Linked DNA regions of Mus musculus: region 2 is linked to region 1. A link is a contact called in public promoter capture Hi-C data. All regions are on one chromosome and are shown on one strand. The core of a region is the stretch at or near the end of the contact, and the rest is flanking DNA. Distances in the headings are between cores, read along the strand shown. Region 1 holds the start of Kidins220 (kinase D-interacting substrate 220). Region 2 has its middle 120 kb from the start of Gm29835.

The links. Promoter capture Hi-C pulls out the DNA fragments that hold promoters and counts their contacts.
Region 2: a promoter capture Hi-C map of liver shows a contact between it and region 1, with 2.8 times the contacts expected there. The contact joins the enhancer-like site here to the promoter of Kidins220 in region 1. A contact is called at or near these places in 6 of 39 promoter capture datasets (cranial neural crest, frontonasal cranial neural crest, liver and 2 more), 1 of 115 datasets of contacts at active chromatin or transcription factors (large pre-B cells) and 1 of 9 other capture datasets (liver).

The regions. Positions count from the first base shown.
Region 1 is chr12:24,971,412-24,979,005 of GRCm38.p6, reverse strand. It overlaps Kidins220 (kinase D-interacting substrate 220), which reads right to left and starts at 4,074. Exons shown (of 32, transcript NM_001081378.1): 1 at 3,944-4,074. It overlaps Gm36236 (a long non-coding RNA gene), which reads left to right and starts at 3,409. Exons shown (of 2, transcript XR_381341.3): 1 at 3,409-3,647; 2 at 3,893-6,821.
Region 2 is chr12:25,857,653-25,865,246 of GRCm38.p6, reverse strand. No RefSeq gene overlaps it. Among named protein-coding and RNA genes, the nearest start is that of Gm29835, 120 kb to the left of the region's middle. Within about 2 kb of position 3,961, at least 4 of the 459 cell types and tissues checked have an H3K27ac peak or open chromatin away from gene starts, as enhancers often do. A contact at or near this core is called in liver, where this site is marked.

The DNA.
Region 1 (7,594 bases), core at 2,825-5,324:
TTCTGGGTCTTCAATTCTATTCCATTGGTCTACCTGTCTGTCGCTATACCAGTACCATGCAGTTTTTATCACAATTGCTCTGTGTACAGCTTTAGGTCAGGCATGGTGATTCCACCAGAGGTTCTTTTATCATTGAGAAGAGTTTTTGCTATCATTTGCAGATTGCTCTTTCTAATTCGTTGAAGAATTGAGTTGGAATTTTGATGGGGATTGCATTGAATCTGTAGATTGCTTTTGGCAAGATAGCCACTTTTACTATATTAATCCTGCCAATCCATGAGCATGGGAGATCCATCTTTTGAGATCTTCTTTGATTACTTTCTTCAGAGACTTGAAGTTCTTATCATACAGATCTTTCACTTCCTTAGAGTCATGCCAAGGTATTTTATATTATTTGTGACTATTGTGAAGGGTGTTGTTTCCCTAATTTCTTTCTCAGCCTGTTTATCCTTTGTGTAGAGAAAGGCCATTGACTTGTTTGAGTTAATTTTATATCCAGCTACTTCACTGAAGCTGTTTATCAGGTTTAGGAGTTCTCTGGTGGAATTTTTTTTTTTTTTTTTTTTTTTTTTTTTTTTTTGCTGAAAGGACCCTGATATAGCTGTCTCTTGTGAGGCTATGCCAGTGCCTGGCAAACACAGAAGTGGGTGCTCATAGTCAGCTATTGGATGGAACACAGGGCCCCCGATGGAGGAGCTAGAGAAAGTACCCAAGGAGCTAAAGGGGTCTGCAACCCTATAGGTGGAACAACAGTGTGAACTAACCAGTACCCCCAGAGCTCGTGTCTCTAGCTGCATATGTATCAGAAGATGGCCTAGTCGGCCATCATTGGTAAGAGAGGCCCCTTGGTCTTGGAAACTCTATATGCCCCAATACAAGGGAACACCAGGGCCAAGAAGTGGGAGTGGGTAGGTAGGGGAGCAGGGCAGGGGGAGGGTATAGGGAACTTTCCAGATAGCATTTGAAATGTATTTAAAGAAAATAATAAAAAAATAAAAGCCAGTGTCATATTCTTGCATGGCATGGCACTCCTAGCTCTAGTTTTGCTTAAACTGCTCCTTCTCCTAGGTTCATCTCCTACCAGTCTCCACTTCACTTTATTCAAGCCATCTTGTGTTTCCATACAAACGTTACCTGACCAGAGCATCCCCAGCCTCTACATATAAAACAGCTCTTGCTTCCCACTACTACCACCATTCCATAACTAGCTTTCTTCAGGATAGTGTTTAGCATGACTCCACGTACCAGTTACTTATTTAGCCTGCTTTCCCTACTCCACCAAAGAGTTCAGTAAGAATCAGGGCTCTGTTCACCACTCAGTTTCTAACAGCTGGAGAAGTGCCTGGTAGTACCATAAGGTAGAACCAACCCAGTGTTGGTAGAATCATGAGTTTGCCCATGTTCATCAACCTGGAATGCCAGCATTTATACTCCCAATAATCCAAAACATATCCTGCATACAAGTGACAGCTATGGCTTCAACGTCCACAATGGCTTAGATATGTGTCTCTTTAAGCTTACAGTCTGTCTCCACGGTTATGTCTTCAGAACCCATTACAGGCCTAGAACAAGAAGGATCTCATGAGGGAATGGTCAAGTTCAGTAACGACATAGACACATAAGGAAGCCTCTTTTGGGTGTCTTTGTCCACAGAGAGGGCCCTTCACCCTCAACAGCATACTCTCTACCATAAGCCGCACACAAGGCTATAACAACAATCTGTACATGTGACACTCAAAAGATAAGCTGGGCCAGTCCAGAATTGGAATTAAAACTGTCCAGGTCAGGGCTGGAGAGATGGCTCGGTGGTTAAGAACACTAACTGGCTGCTCTTCCAGAGGTCCTGAGTTCAATTCCCAGCAACCACATGGTGGCTCACAACTATTGTAATGGTATCTGGTGTCCTCTCCTGGTGTGTCTGAAGAGAGTGACAGTGTACTCATGTAAATGCAATAAATGCATCTTTAAAAACACAACTGTCCAGGCCACGATTGATGCTGTGTAAGTAAAACCACAATCATCAGAGAGTGAGCTTACAGCTATGAACAGAGAAAGTCTCTTCGTCAGTGCGGCCTCAGTGTGGCCCCTGAGACACAGGTCATCAAGCTACCCAGGATTCTGACCTCTCCTCAACCCCAGAAGCCTCCTTTCCCCAAGGTTTCTGCTTGTGCCTTCCAAACATTCAGGAATTCAGTGAAGAAAAATAAAACTGACATTCTTCAACAAAAGCTGGAAAAGGGGATGGCAGGCTCACACGGGATCATATATAGAAAAATATAATTTAGCAGTGCATGCATACACAATATAGACTTAAAAAAAAAAAAAAAGAATCAGAACTCTAGGCACAAGTTAGGGACCAAAACAGACAGCCTACAGGAAAGGAATCAGGCAATTAAAGTGGAAAAGAAATGCAAGACATTACGTTTAACCAAATAGAATTCCCAAAGTTTGAATTTTGGACAGAACAAAATATCCAGAGATAAGGAAAATAATAAACGACCATGTGACTGGGAAAGAAAAACAATGTTAGTGTTGTTGTCATGAACACCAGAGAAAGAGCACCCATGCGTGCAGGGATGGAAGGGAAAGAAAAGAGGAGAGGTGGGAGGAAATGGGAAAGTCTAGGAAAGAAGGCAGCAGGCATTTCGTTACATATGTGTGCCCCTTCCAACCAGCCACCTTAGAATTGATTGGGGCTGTGGGGATACCCTTAAAGAGCTGATAACTAGAGAATGATGTAGTGGCACAGGGGCCTGGGAGGCAGAAGCAGGCTGATCTCTATCAGTTCCAAGCAGACCAGGGCTACATATTAAGAAGACCAGGGAGGGAGAGGAAAAAAAGGAGAAGAGGGGGATGAAGGAGGAGGAGAAAAAGGAGGGAGGGAGGGAGGGAGGGAGGGAGGGAAGGAGGGAAGGTAGAAAAAAATGAAAAAGAGAAAAGAATTTATGGAAACGAGATGCCAAAGATAAATCTGGAAACCATTCTCAGAGTGTTTAAAAGGATTCTCAAACTGGTGTGCAATTATTTGTCTCCTGACCCAAATAGTCCCATTTTTGCAGGCCTGTGGTGAAGCTCAGAAACAAATTTTTAACAAGGACCCCCAAGTCGGTCTGATCAAGTTGACTGACTGTCGTTGTAAAGCTTGAGAACAAAGAACGCACCTTGCCACAGCATTTCCAGTCTTGGCTCTGAACCAGACACCCAACTGCCCTTAAAAATAGATTATGTGTCTTTTCCTTTTACTGTAGACGCTTTGTTTTTTCGTAGCGTCAAAAAGAGAGCGGGGGACTAACCCATCAGAATCACCTCCAAGAGGTTTTTCCTCAGCCACACCCCACACCAAGAAATGGGAAGCTCTGAAAAGCAAAACCGGTGCATTTTTAGCAAGCACCTCTAGGGGGCAGAGAGCTCCACAAACAGTTATTAATGAGAAAATGGTCTAAAATGGTTTAAACGTGAAGACAACCTAGGGAAAAAAAATGTATACAAATCCCCACAAAGCAAACATGGACGCGTTCTATTCGGGGGCTTGCGGGCATCTTGCAAGGCGTTTAAAAGCCTGCACAGGACAATGGGGGCAGTGGGTTCGGCAATTTAGCACAGAAGAAAACAACTTCTCCTCCCTGGAAAGCAAAGCAACCAAGAAGGTAAGGCTCAGGGGCACCGGCTGCGGGACTCACTAAGTGATGGGTGTGACAACAAGGAAAGCGGCCTGGGCCTGGAGTCAGTGCCCACGGGAGAACGCCGCACCGGAGCGCCTGCCTTCCGCGCTTGGCTGCACCGACCTCGCCCGACGCCCGGACGCCCCGCACCCAGCCTCCGATCCCGGCCCCCTCCCCCTCTCCGGTGCCACCGACAGACTCGTCTCCCTTTCCCCTCCCCCCTCCCCCAGCCTCGGACACTGTCGCTCTGCCTCACCCGACCTCTCCGCCTCCGCACTGACCGTGTCACGGCCTGGCCGAAGACGGCGCCCTCAGCTCTGCAGAACAGCGCCGCAGACCTTGTCAGAGGACAAGACGCCAAGAGCACACAGCTATGCCCGCACCACGCCCGGCGGCCATCTTCCTAGGAGTCAGGAACTGACAGGTCACGTGGTCGTGTGGTGGGCGGTGCTCCTTGTGGCCACGCCTCCTGGAGGGGGCAGTGTGGGAGGAGTTGCAGGTGCTGAAGTGGCTTGGACGCCCTTCCCTCTATTTTAAAGGAATGGAAACATTGCTTCTTTGCCTGGTTTGGCTTCAGATGGTTTGGGTTGGGTTAGGTTGGGTTGGGTTGGGTTGGTTTTGATACAGAGTCAAAGTCGCCCAAGCAGGCTTCAAACTTGCTATGTAGCCAAGAATGACCTTTACGCTCCCGATCCTCCTGCCTCCACCTCCCAGCTGACCCAGCTAAATTAGTGTATTTTTCACAGGTGCCCCAGGCAATATTTTTCCCTGTCATTCGCGCTTTTGAAAGTTAATTTATAACCCGTACCTGGCATTATAAGCAATAATTCAGAGAAATAAACAACAATTACAACTTTGGAAGCCATTGCCCACTTTGCAAATGAAAGTCGCTTAGTTCCTCCTTCCAGGGTCCAGAAGTCCGAAATCTGCCTTCTCCATCATCGGAAGAATGCACTGCCTCCGCAGACGTCCATACTGCCTCCTTCCAGCTGAGGACCCCCCGCCCCAACCCCCCAAGGCCCTTCCAGACTTTGCTCTTCCCACCTCTGCAGAAGTATCACCAAATGCTATTAACTGATCCCTGACCACCATCAGCAACCCCATCCTGGCAATATTCCCTTCAAAGGGCCTCCTGACACCCATTTCCTAGTCTTCTTCCAGGCATGGTACTCCTTCCCAGGTTCCACCTACCTTAATTAATTCAGAGTTCCAGAGTTCTGCCCACGGTCAGTCTCATCCCCAATATGGCCGATATTATAGGCTCCCTCCTGATCCATCTCCGGAAGTGAGTGGGACCCCCACAGGAAGTGGAAAGTTATCTCACATATCACCCCATACTGTCTAAGCAGTTCCTGTGTTAATCACTCAGATCTATTTTAAACCTTTTACTCCCCCATGGGCTGCCGACTCTCTCAACTCCTCTCCCTACCCAGAACTCTTCTTATCTGTCAGGACACTAAGCACTTCTCAGTTAAACTCTTCAGTACTGCCCCCCCCATCCGTGGAGCCCGTTCCCCACAGCACCTGGGAGTGAGGCTCTTGGAAGGCGTGCCCTCACAGACCTTGCCCTGTTCTGCCTGCCTTCCCCTTCAAACCCTGCCAGGGCAAACTGGCCAGTATTTTCTGCTAATAGACACACTGGGCTTCGTGGTACACACCTTTGCCCTCAGCACTCAGAAGCAGAGGCAGGGGGAATCTCTGTGAGTTAGAGGCTGGCTGCATAGTGAAACCCTGTCTCAAGAGGAGGAGGAAGAAGAAGAAGATGAAGAAGAGGAAGGAAGGAGAGAAGGGAGGGAAGGGGAGGGAGAATGTTATCAAGGGGTGAGAGAGGTCACTGAAAAGATCTCACTGAAGAGAAATAGCTGCAGAAATGTAGTTCCTGTGCCCTTGGGGGCTACCCCCAGGGGCTCAGCTCACATTTGAGAAAGATTGGCTGAAGGTTCCTGGCCCTAGCCTTCCAACTCATTTCTCATGCAAGTCTCCCAGACCCTCCTTCATGTACCTTTAACTTGTGCAGAGGGACAAGTAGATTAATGGGATGACTTCCACAAGCCAGGAAGCTGGCTTTAGACAGGACCAGGCTCATGCTTTCCTACACAGAGCTCTCTGCCTCCAGCGGGGAAACCAGAATGAGGGGCAAGCACATCCCACTGATTGCCTTTGGTCTCAGACACAAGCCCAGCTCGGCGACCTACCTTTCTTCCCATCATTGAAACCAAATCCCTGCAGACATTCAGGGAGCACACCATTCTTCCCTAGGGCTGATCTGGAAAGCACTGTGGTTAGGAACTGCAGGTTAGGGTACCAGGATGCAGAGTGGGCTCAGTGAGGAGAGGCAAGGGAGGCTGGGAACACATTCCAACAATTATAAAGCCAGCCCCTGCCCTGCCATGGACCAGACAGGTCTGAACAGGAATTGGGGTAAAACTCTCAGACCTTTTCCTTTTAATTATAGGGATAAGGCATTCCTTCCATAAAATAAATTTTTTAATTATTTAAGAATGACTAGATAACATTTTATAAAAGTGATTTTTAGAAGCATTCAAAATGTTGTGGGGATTGGGAGAGATAAGAAGGCAGTGTTTGCAGGGCAGTCCTAGGTGAAGCAGGGTTAATCTACACGTTTCTATCCTCTACCTCCTGCCTCTGAACGGTTACTCTGATTCAGGGGAAAGTTTCATTTTGATAACAAGGATTTGCCAGCCCCTGGTCCCTTCCACGCTATGGACCCTCATACCCAGTCTTGCAATCGAACTACTGCAGAACTAAGGTTTCCTCCTCAGTTTTGTCTCAAAGACATGCCTCTTCCCTTGCTCTCTGGTCTTTCTCTGGTTCATGTAGCCTGCCTAGATCTTTCCAAGAGACACACCCAGTGGGGTTGATTCTGGAATCACTCAACAACCCAAGACTCTGAATCAGCGGCTTTGAGAGTCTGGCTTACCTTCTTGTCATGTGTTTTTATGGAGAAGGAAAAATAGGCATTATCTTTCCACTCCTTGCCACTCTCTCCAACAAGGCTGTAATTTGATCGCCCTCGGGTCCTTTTTCCATAGCATCAGCACCTGGCCTGATGACTTCAACGGTCTAATCTTTCTCTGTGGCTTCAGTTTCATTGTCTAGCATATTTTCCACAGAAATCTCAACATGTTTTATACACTATGTTGCTCTAAAATGGTTCTTTCTTGGCTGGTATGATAGATCATACTTATAATTCCACTGCATAGGGGAGACTGAGGCAGGAGGATTGCTGTCAATTTAAGGCCGGCCTCAGCTACAGTGTTACTCTTCTATGATTTAAAGTAAATATGGACAGCTGGAGAGATAGCTCATAGCACCTGCTCTTGCAGAGAATCTGAGTTTGGTTCCAGCACCCACATTGGTGGCCTAATAGCTGCCTATAAATTCAGTTACAGGGCATCTGACTCCTTCTCTCTTATGGCACCCCATTCCCCCAGCCCAGAGGAGTTAGAAAGTTAAGTATTTTTAAGAAGCAAATAAGATGAATATGTATTCGTTACCAAGAATTTGGCAAACACATAAAAATTTGAAGTGTCAGCTTCTTTTCTATTACCACTTAGGATTCTCTGGCTTCTTAATCGAGATATGAAGCATAAACTTCATTGGTCAACTCATACTCTAAACAATGTTGAAACGAAGAGTGGTATTGGAGATTGTGGTAGTTAAACTATCAACAGGATCTAGAGTCAGCCAAGCGACAACCTTTGAGGGTATCTATGAGGAAGTTTCTAGATTAGGTTGAGCTGGGAAGCCCTAGACATGGGTGACACAGACCTGAATACCAGCATCCCTCACCCCCTGCTTTCTGGCTGCTGATGGACATGGCCCAGCTGCTTCAAGCCCCAGCTTCCCTGCTGCCATGAACTCTACCTCCAACTGGGAGCCGAAATAGACCCTTCCTTCTTCTTTCCTTC
Region 2 (7,594 bases), core at 2,712-5,211, 890 kb before region 1:
TATGGAGGCCACATGGCTTCTAATGAGGCCAGGCCCAGTTGCAGCTCAGAAGAGTGGGTGAGCAAGCCAAATCTCACCCAAGGACAGAAGCAGCCCTGACAGCTGGTGAGTGAATTAACTTCAGGCAAACCAAGTGGACCCAGGTGGTGGGACATTTCGAATCTTTCCCTTCTGGTGGAAACAGAACAAAACATTGCATGGAACACAGCCACCATGGCCTTTTTTAAAATTTTTCCTTTGATTTCTTCTGACAGATTTCTTGGAGGAGGGGGCAAATAAGAGGGAATAGCTCTAAGACCCACCCGGACAGACATCAGTGACATGGCAGTGCTAAAGGTTGCTTAGAAAGGGCTATTTGAGAGATGGAGCATCCCTACTGAGTGAGATCAAGGCAGTGTCCAACATGGTTGAAGGACACCTTGTCAGATGACTTAACTCTTGAGGAGAAGGACCGCCATGGATGGTAATCAGTGCTCCTAAATTGCTGACCCCAGGCATTTGCACAGACGACTTTTTTCCCCTCCATTTTCATAACTAAATGGCTGTCTTCCCTCCCTGAGCTTCTCACCCTAGAAGTGCCCTGCAGGGGCTGCCATTCTTAAGTTGGGTAGACACCTACTTCCTACAGAATTCAGCCAATAGGCTGAGCCTGGTAGTTTGAAAGCCATCCTGCCACCTGGTGGTTGTATCCCTAAATTGCAAGGGCAGGTCTCTAAAGACGTGAATTTATAAAATAAAAAACATTAAACCATTTTGACAAATGTCAGAGAGACATGAGCATTTCAAAAGGATGGGCAAAATAAAAAATAAGCATATGTTGTGAAAGAAAATAGCCTCACTGATGAGAAAGAGACCAAATCAAACGTGAGTGGGCAGACAGGAAACACAGAAAGCGAACACAGCACTGGGTGTGGGCAAGAGACACCCAGCCCCCCTGATTCTGGTTATTCCAGGAAGATCTGTCACATTGCCGAGGCTGAGGTTAGCATGGTTCCTACACAGCCTGAGGAGGCAAAAGGTTATGACAGCATTTTGGGCCTCTGCATGATAGATAGTACAGAGACCTCTTTATTAGAATGTCAGTACGCCTAGTTTCCTTTTATTTCTTTATCTCACATTTATTTGTTTATCTTTTTTTTCTGTCACCAGTTGTGCCCTGTGTTTAGATCACAGACTGCACATGCAAGTCAAAGTCACCAGGGAGAGGCAAAAGAAAACTAAGTGAGAAAATGCCCAGAGAATCCAGAGCAGCAACAGAGCAAGCCTAAGCTTCGATGAGAACAGGGATAGCCCAGCTCACTTCCAGGGCAGGTCTCACAGGAAGCAGCATCTTACCAACAGTGTCTTGATGGCGGCAAGGGGAGGGGAGGAATAACAGGATGGAACAGGAACATGGTGAGAAAGTGGGATGAGACATCGATTGTTAAAGCAGAGAGAATATAAAATAAAGGGAGTTAGAGCAGGGCAAACAGCAAAATAGAGTGGTGTACGCTTTTAGTGCCTGCATTTGTCAGGCAGAGGCAGGAGAAACTCTGAGTTTGACGAAAGCTTGGTGTCCATCACAAGTTTCAGAATGGGAAGAGTAAGCACTTAAAACTCCAGACTCCGGAAGGGGAGGCAAGTAGGCTGACCACTGGAGGTCACTGGTCGGCCATCCTAGTCTACTTGGCAGGCTGTGAGAGACCCTGTCCCAAAACAGTCAGGGGTCAGGAATTAGAGGACACTTGATAAAGGACACAACTCACTCACATGAAAACACATGCACACGTACACACATGAGAAGGGGTCCATCCTTGAAAATGCCAGAAAGAAAATATTTCACGTAGAGAGGGGGCTGAGGCCTGCAAAGGCTCACAGTAACCAAAGGACACAGGGACTTTGAAGTTCACCCTGACAAATCTGGAATCTCACTGGAGAATTTTAAACAAGAGAGCATCAGCTACCTGGAACACACAGATAACGACTGTAAAGATCACTCCTGGGGCCCTGAGAATTTCAGAGGCTCTGACTGTAAAACCCAGAGAGGCCTTCTGAAAAGCCACTGTGGCTCTTCAGGAGGAAGGCATCTCCAGAGCTCTTCAATGCCAGGCATCTACCATTGGTTTGGGGCATTTAGCTAACATATGCAGGTCATGTGAGGGGTTCCCATGGTACACACAAATGCTGGTGAAAACCTGAAGTTGACTTTCTGACTTCCTGGTGACCATTTTAGCACCATCACAATGAAAAGACACAATGCAATCCATTTGGGGATAATCACTATAGAGTGTTTTAATCCCCTAGGCATGAGGTCTGTGGTTGCCCATCACAGATTTCAACTCCTATTTTTTTCTCTTATCTCTGTTCTCCCTCCCACTTCTCAGCTTCAAGATGCCTGTCTCCTCTTTTGCTCTGTTTAGAGACAGTCTTTAGAGTAAGACCTAAGGAGGCTTGATCTGGTATTATACAGACTCTTCCAAGGGAGTCAGCTAAACAGGGAACCTGTAAACCATGCATGAGCACTGTGGCAAAGATGGCCTCACTTCTGACTCGGATCTCCAGGTTGGTCTGAGAACATATCATTTTACTTGGCTGGTTTCCAGAAAATTATTTACCTATGCTTATTTATGTGTCAGCCCATGAAGCTGGCAAACCACAAAGAAAGCCTCTTTTCCCCCACATACTAGCCAGCATTTCTGGTGTGAACCTCAGAAGAAGTGGGCAGTCTCTTCTTAAAGAACTTGAAGACCTTGACATTTTTCCAGCATAGGAATTTGAGGTCTGCCATTGACGAGAGAAAAAAAAAAAAAAGCGCTTCCAACTAGTGGTAAGAGTAAAAGTGTGTATGCCCCTCCTTAGAATTGGGAACAAAACACCCATGGAAGGAGTTACAGAGACAAAGTTTGGAGCTGAGATGAAAGGATGGACCATGTAGAGACTGCCATATCCAGGGATCCACCCCATAATCAGCATCCAAACGCTGACACCATTGCAAACACTAGCAAGATTTTATTGAAAGGACCCAGATGTAGCTGTCTCTTGTGAGACTATGCCGGGGCCTAGCAAACACAGAAGTGGATGCTCACAGTCAGCTAATGGATGGATCACAGGGCTCCCAATGGAGGAGCTAGAGAAAGTACCCAAGGAGCTAAAGGGATCTGCAACCCTATAGGTGGAACAACATTATGAACTAACCAGTACCCCGGAGCTCTTGACTCTAGCTGCATATGTATCAAAAGATGGCCTAGTCGGCCATCACTGGAAAGAGTGACCCATTGGACATGCAAACTTTATATGCCCCAGTACAGGGGAACGCCAGGGCCAAAAAGGGGGAGTGGGTGGGTAGGGGAGTGGGGGTGGGTGGGTATGGGGGGACTTTTGGTATAGCATTGGAAATGTAAATGAGCTAAATACCTAATAAAAATGGGAAAAAAGGAGTAAAAGTGTGGAGGGGGCAAAGATGGGGCCCTCTGGCTTGGCCCATTGTTCTCATCATCAGGATTGTCTGACCTTTACTGAAAGCTCTACAACACTTGTGTAGCATTGACAGTACAGGTCATAGATGGTGTGTGATACCCTGTACAGAGTTCCTCTCCTCATCTTTCCACCTTTGTCTCCTCTCACTATGCTACCCACTACTCTCCATAGTTTCATTGCTTCTGAAAAAATAAGATAAATGATAGACAGACAGATAGACAAACAGATAGATAGATGATAGATGGATAGATAGATGATGGATAGATAGAGGATTGAGCACATGTAGTATACTAATGTATATCAGACACTGCTTTTTCTGAGTCCTCCAAAAAGCCTTTCTCCTATATTGGAACCATGAACTAAGGATCCTTTACAACTACGGAAATTATCCCTTTGAAGAGTATTACAGAAAGAGCAAGGACCACGTGGAAAGCCATGTTTGGAATTGCAGAAAGCAAGCTTCAACTCTGACCCAAATCCTTGCCAATGCTGTTCAGTTGAACCAGTTAGAAGTGTCACTGAACCTTTATTTCAACATTTGCAAAGAAAAATATCAAGTGGCCCAGAGGATCTATGCATGAATGATTGGATGAATCACAGCCAACTATTACCTGAGTCAGATTCGGGACTTTATGTAGAAAATGGAAAGTTCCCTTACCAAACTGGATCAGCTCTCAAACCCAGTCCCACTCTACATTGTTTTTCTGGTTTTTAATTCTTGAGCTTAGTTGCTCTGAACAAAATCTCCCTCATTGCTGGCCCCTCTGCCGTGTGTGTGTGTGTGTGTGTGTTTCCCCCTCTCCCCTTCTTTCACTGTTTTCTATTCATTCCTTTCATCTTTCTTTCCTTGCTTCTTTTTATTTATTTTTCTTCTTCTATTATACCAAATAAGTCCTGATAAAGATGAGGATCATGTCAAGGTGAATCTTCAGTAAACAAAACCACTTTAATAAATATCAAGGCATCTCAACAATGACAGATCAACATAGATGACAGAAATTTGGTAGGAAGACATTTAGTTTCCAAAACATGTTTCAGGGAACCAAATATCAGATTAGCTGCAGATGTCCCTGTCCATGGCCATGTGTGTTCCTAGAGACAGTTAGCCCATACTCAGTTGTCCTTGTCTGGGCAGTTTTGATTAAGGAACCCTCCCTGTCACCTCTGATGGGTCTTGAAGATAACTGAGCACTTCTTGATTCCCTATATATTTGTGTGTGTTTCAGGTGTGATAGCCAAGTGTAGCCTGCCCTGCTGTCCTCAGTACATCTCCTGCCTGAAGCTTAGACTTAGAAGCAAGAACATGTCATTTCTTGTTCCCAGGCCAGGACTCCATCATGTCCATTTTTCCCATGAAGTCTTGGCACTAGCCTCTTCTTTAATGGAGGAGGCTCCTCTGGATGATACAGAGAACTCTCAGTGGGAACTAGACTTAAATTCATGATTCTCTTCTTACTCTCAATTTTCTTTTCTTGGTTGAGTGTCAAAGTCATCAGACAACTTACATTTCACATAGACTATCACATACAAACAGAAGGAACAACGCTACAGTATTTGCTGAGCATGAGGGACACAATGGCCAGTGCCAGGCACCTCACATTATCATAGCCCAAATGATGCAGTCCAACTTTAGGTCCAGTGGGACTGGGGCTCACATGACATCTTTATACATCTCAAGTTACTGACAAATGCTCTTCTGCCCCACTATTTCGTGAGTTAGTTGCTTTTGTGGTATGGATGTGTTACAGTTTTTCCAGCCACAGAGCTGCCACACAGGCTTGTAGTCTTTGTGTCACATACTATTAGATTTCTGTCCTTTTCATAATGTGCTGATAGTTTTATGTCAACTTGTCACAAGATAAAGTCATCTAAGAGAATAGACGCTCTCGATTAAGAAAATGCCTCAATAAGACAGGCTGTGGGCAGGCCTGTAGGGTTCTTTTAATTGGTGATTGACTGGGAGGGTGCTACTGTGGGTGGTTCCATCCCTACGCTGGTGATCCTAGTTTCTTTAAAGCAGGGTGAGCAAGCCAGTAAGCAGCACCCCTCTATGTATTCTGTATCAGCTCCTGTGTCCAGGTTCCTGCCCTGCTTGAGTTCCTGTCCTGACTTCCTTTGATGATAGCATGTCATGTGATGGAAGTATAAGCTAAATAAACCCTGTCCTCCCCATCTTGCTCTTGATTATGGTGTTTCATCATACCACCCTAACTGAGACACACAGGACTCCCAAACACTTTTTAAATTTTAAACACAATACTTTTGTACAAATCTCTGTGACCATACAGAATTGAAAGTGCTTCCTGTCATACATTCTGTTAGCTTTTGGTCATTGTGGCAAAAAAAAACCAAAACGAAAACAAAAACAAAAACAAAAAACAAAAAACAAAAAACAAGAAAAAAAAAACAAACAAACAAACAAACAAAAAAACCCTGAGATAAACAACTTCAAACGTTAAATATGCATTTGACTCATGATTTCAGAGATTTTAATCCTTGGTCAGCCCATCCAATTGTTTTGGGCTGCAGCAGGCAGATCAAAAGCATCCTGGTAGAAAGAGTTTGGTGTACCAGGGCTTCCTGCTTCAGAGTAGCCAAGATTGAGATAAGATGAGGAATCTAAAGACACACTTCAAAGGCAAGTCCCACTAACCTCCTTCCTCTTACCAGGCCTTTTATTCTTCAGTGCCACCTAGTCACACTGTTAAATTACAAGTACATGAAGGGAGTAATTCATCCATAAGCCAATCACCTCTCCATTATTGGTTTTGCCAACTGCTGACCAAATGTGTAGTACATATACTTTTAAGAGAACGCTTCATCTCCAAACCATAACATCTACTCCCATAGTTGAACAACTCCATCTTCTATAGCATCAAGGAATATGATTCTTCCTGGCTTGTCATCATTATTCCTGTTCCCCATGAGTCACTACAGGCTCTCCTTCCCCTGGGCTACCACTAAGCTCTGACCTCCCATCAGACCCTTGCTTCTGTCTACCCTCTCATTTGCCTTGTTTAAGGGTCTTAACTCCTTCCCACACTGAGCTGCAGCCTCATCTCCCTAGTGTGTGTCTGCATGAGTGTGTGTGTGTGTGTGTGTGTGTGTGCGCGCGCACACACATGTTTTTATTGCAGACTTTAATAAGTAGCAGAGGTAATGTTCAACTAAACCAGGGTGACTCACGGCTTCACAGCTTCCGTTATTTAATCTTCCTGCACTGCAGGACTAACCCAAATCTTGACACCACCTCAGCAGGCCCCGGGGGAAGCAGAAAGGGACTTCTCTCAGCTGAAACTTCAGCCTCTACACTTGAGTTTATTCAAACTGAAGAAAGCTCACAAGCAGAAATGCTTGATTTGCAAGCCTGCCCCAGAGATTCAAGAATCCCCCCCCACCCTATGCTTGTCCCCCTCCATCTTAGCACATACTACCCCCCCCCCAAGCCTCTGTGGCATCAAATTTTCTAGCTGGTAGAAGGAAAAGAAAAGATAGAGGCAGATATCTGGTGTTAATTCTTCCTAGGGTTTTTCTATATTAATGAACTTTCTAAGTTTAAGCAATTTTAAAAGATTTATGTTATATATTTTGAACTTGGAAATATAAGCCTGTTTTTATTCTTAAGTCATCATCCCCCTCCATTAATTTACTTGCTCACTCACTCATTTATTCCAGAAAGATTTAATGACTGTCTGCTAGAAGCCAGACATGGTTTTAGATGCTATGAATTAAACACCAAGCAACAGCGAGACCTGTCTTCTGGATTCTTTTCAGACACTGCAAATACAATAAAATATAATTAACGTGATTAGTATTAAGGCCTAAATGGAGAGCAGAGGACACGCAATGCAACTCATTAAGCTAAATAAAGATATTAATAAAATTGTGAGGCTACTCCAAACTGGTCCCCAGTGTCTAGGAATCACTTTTCTGGTCTTCCCCCATACCCTGTTGTCTTTTCTAATGTTGAATGATATAAAGTTCAACTAAAACAAGACGGCAGGAAAAAACCATAGCATTTTATTAGAGATCCAGGGGATACAATAAGGGCCCTCAAGGAGACAAGGCTACTGAGTGAATATCTTAGGTCCTGTGCTAGACACAAGCTTGGCAGATCTTACACGCGTTCACGACCGGC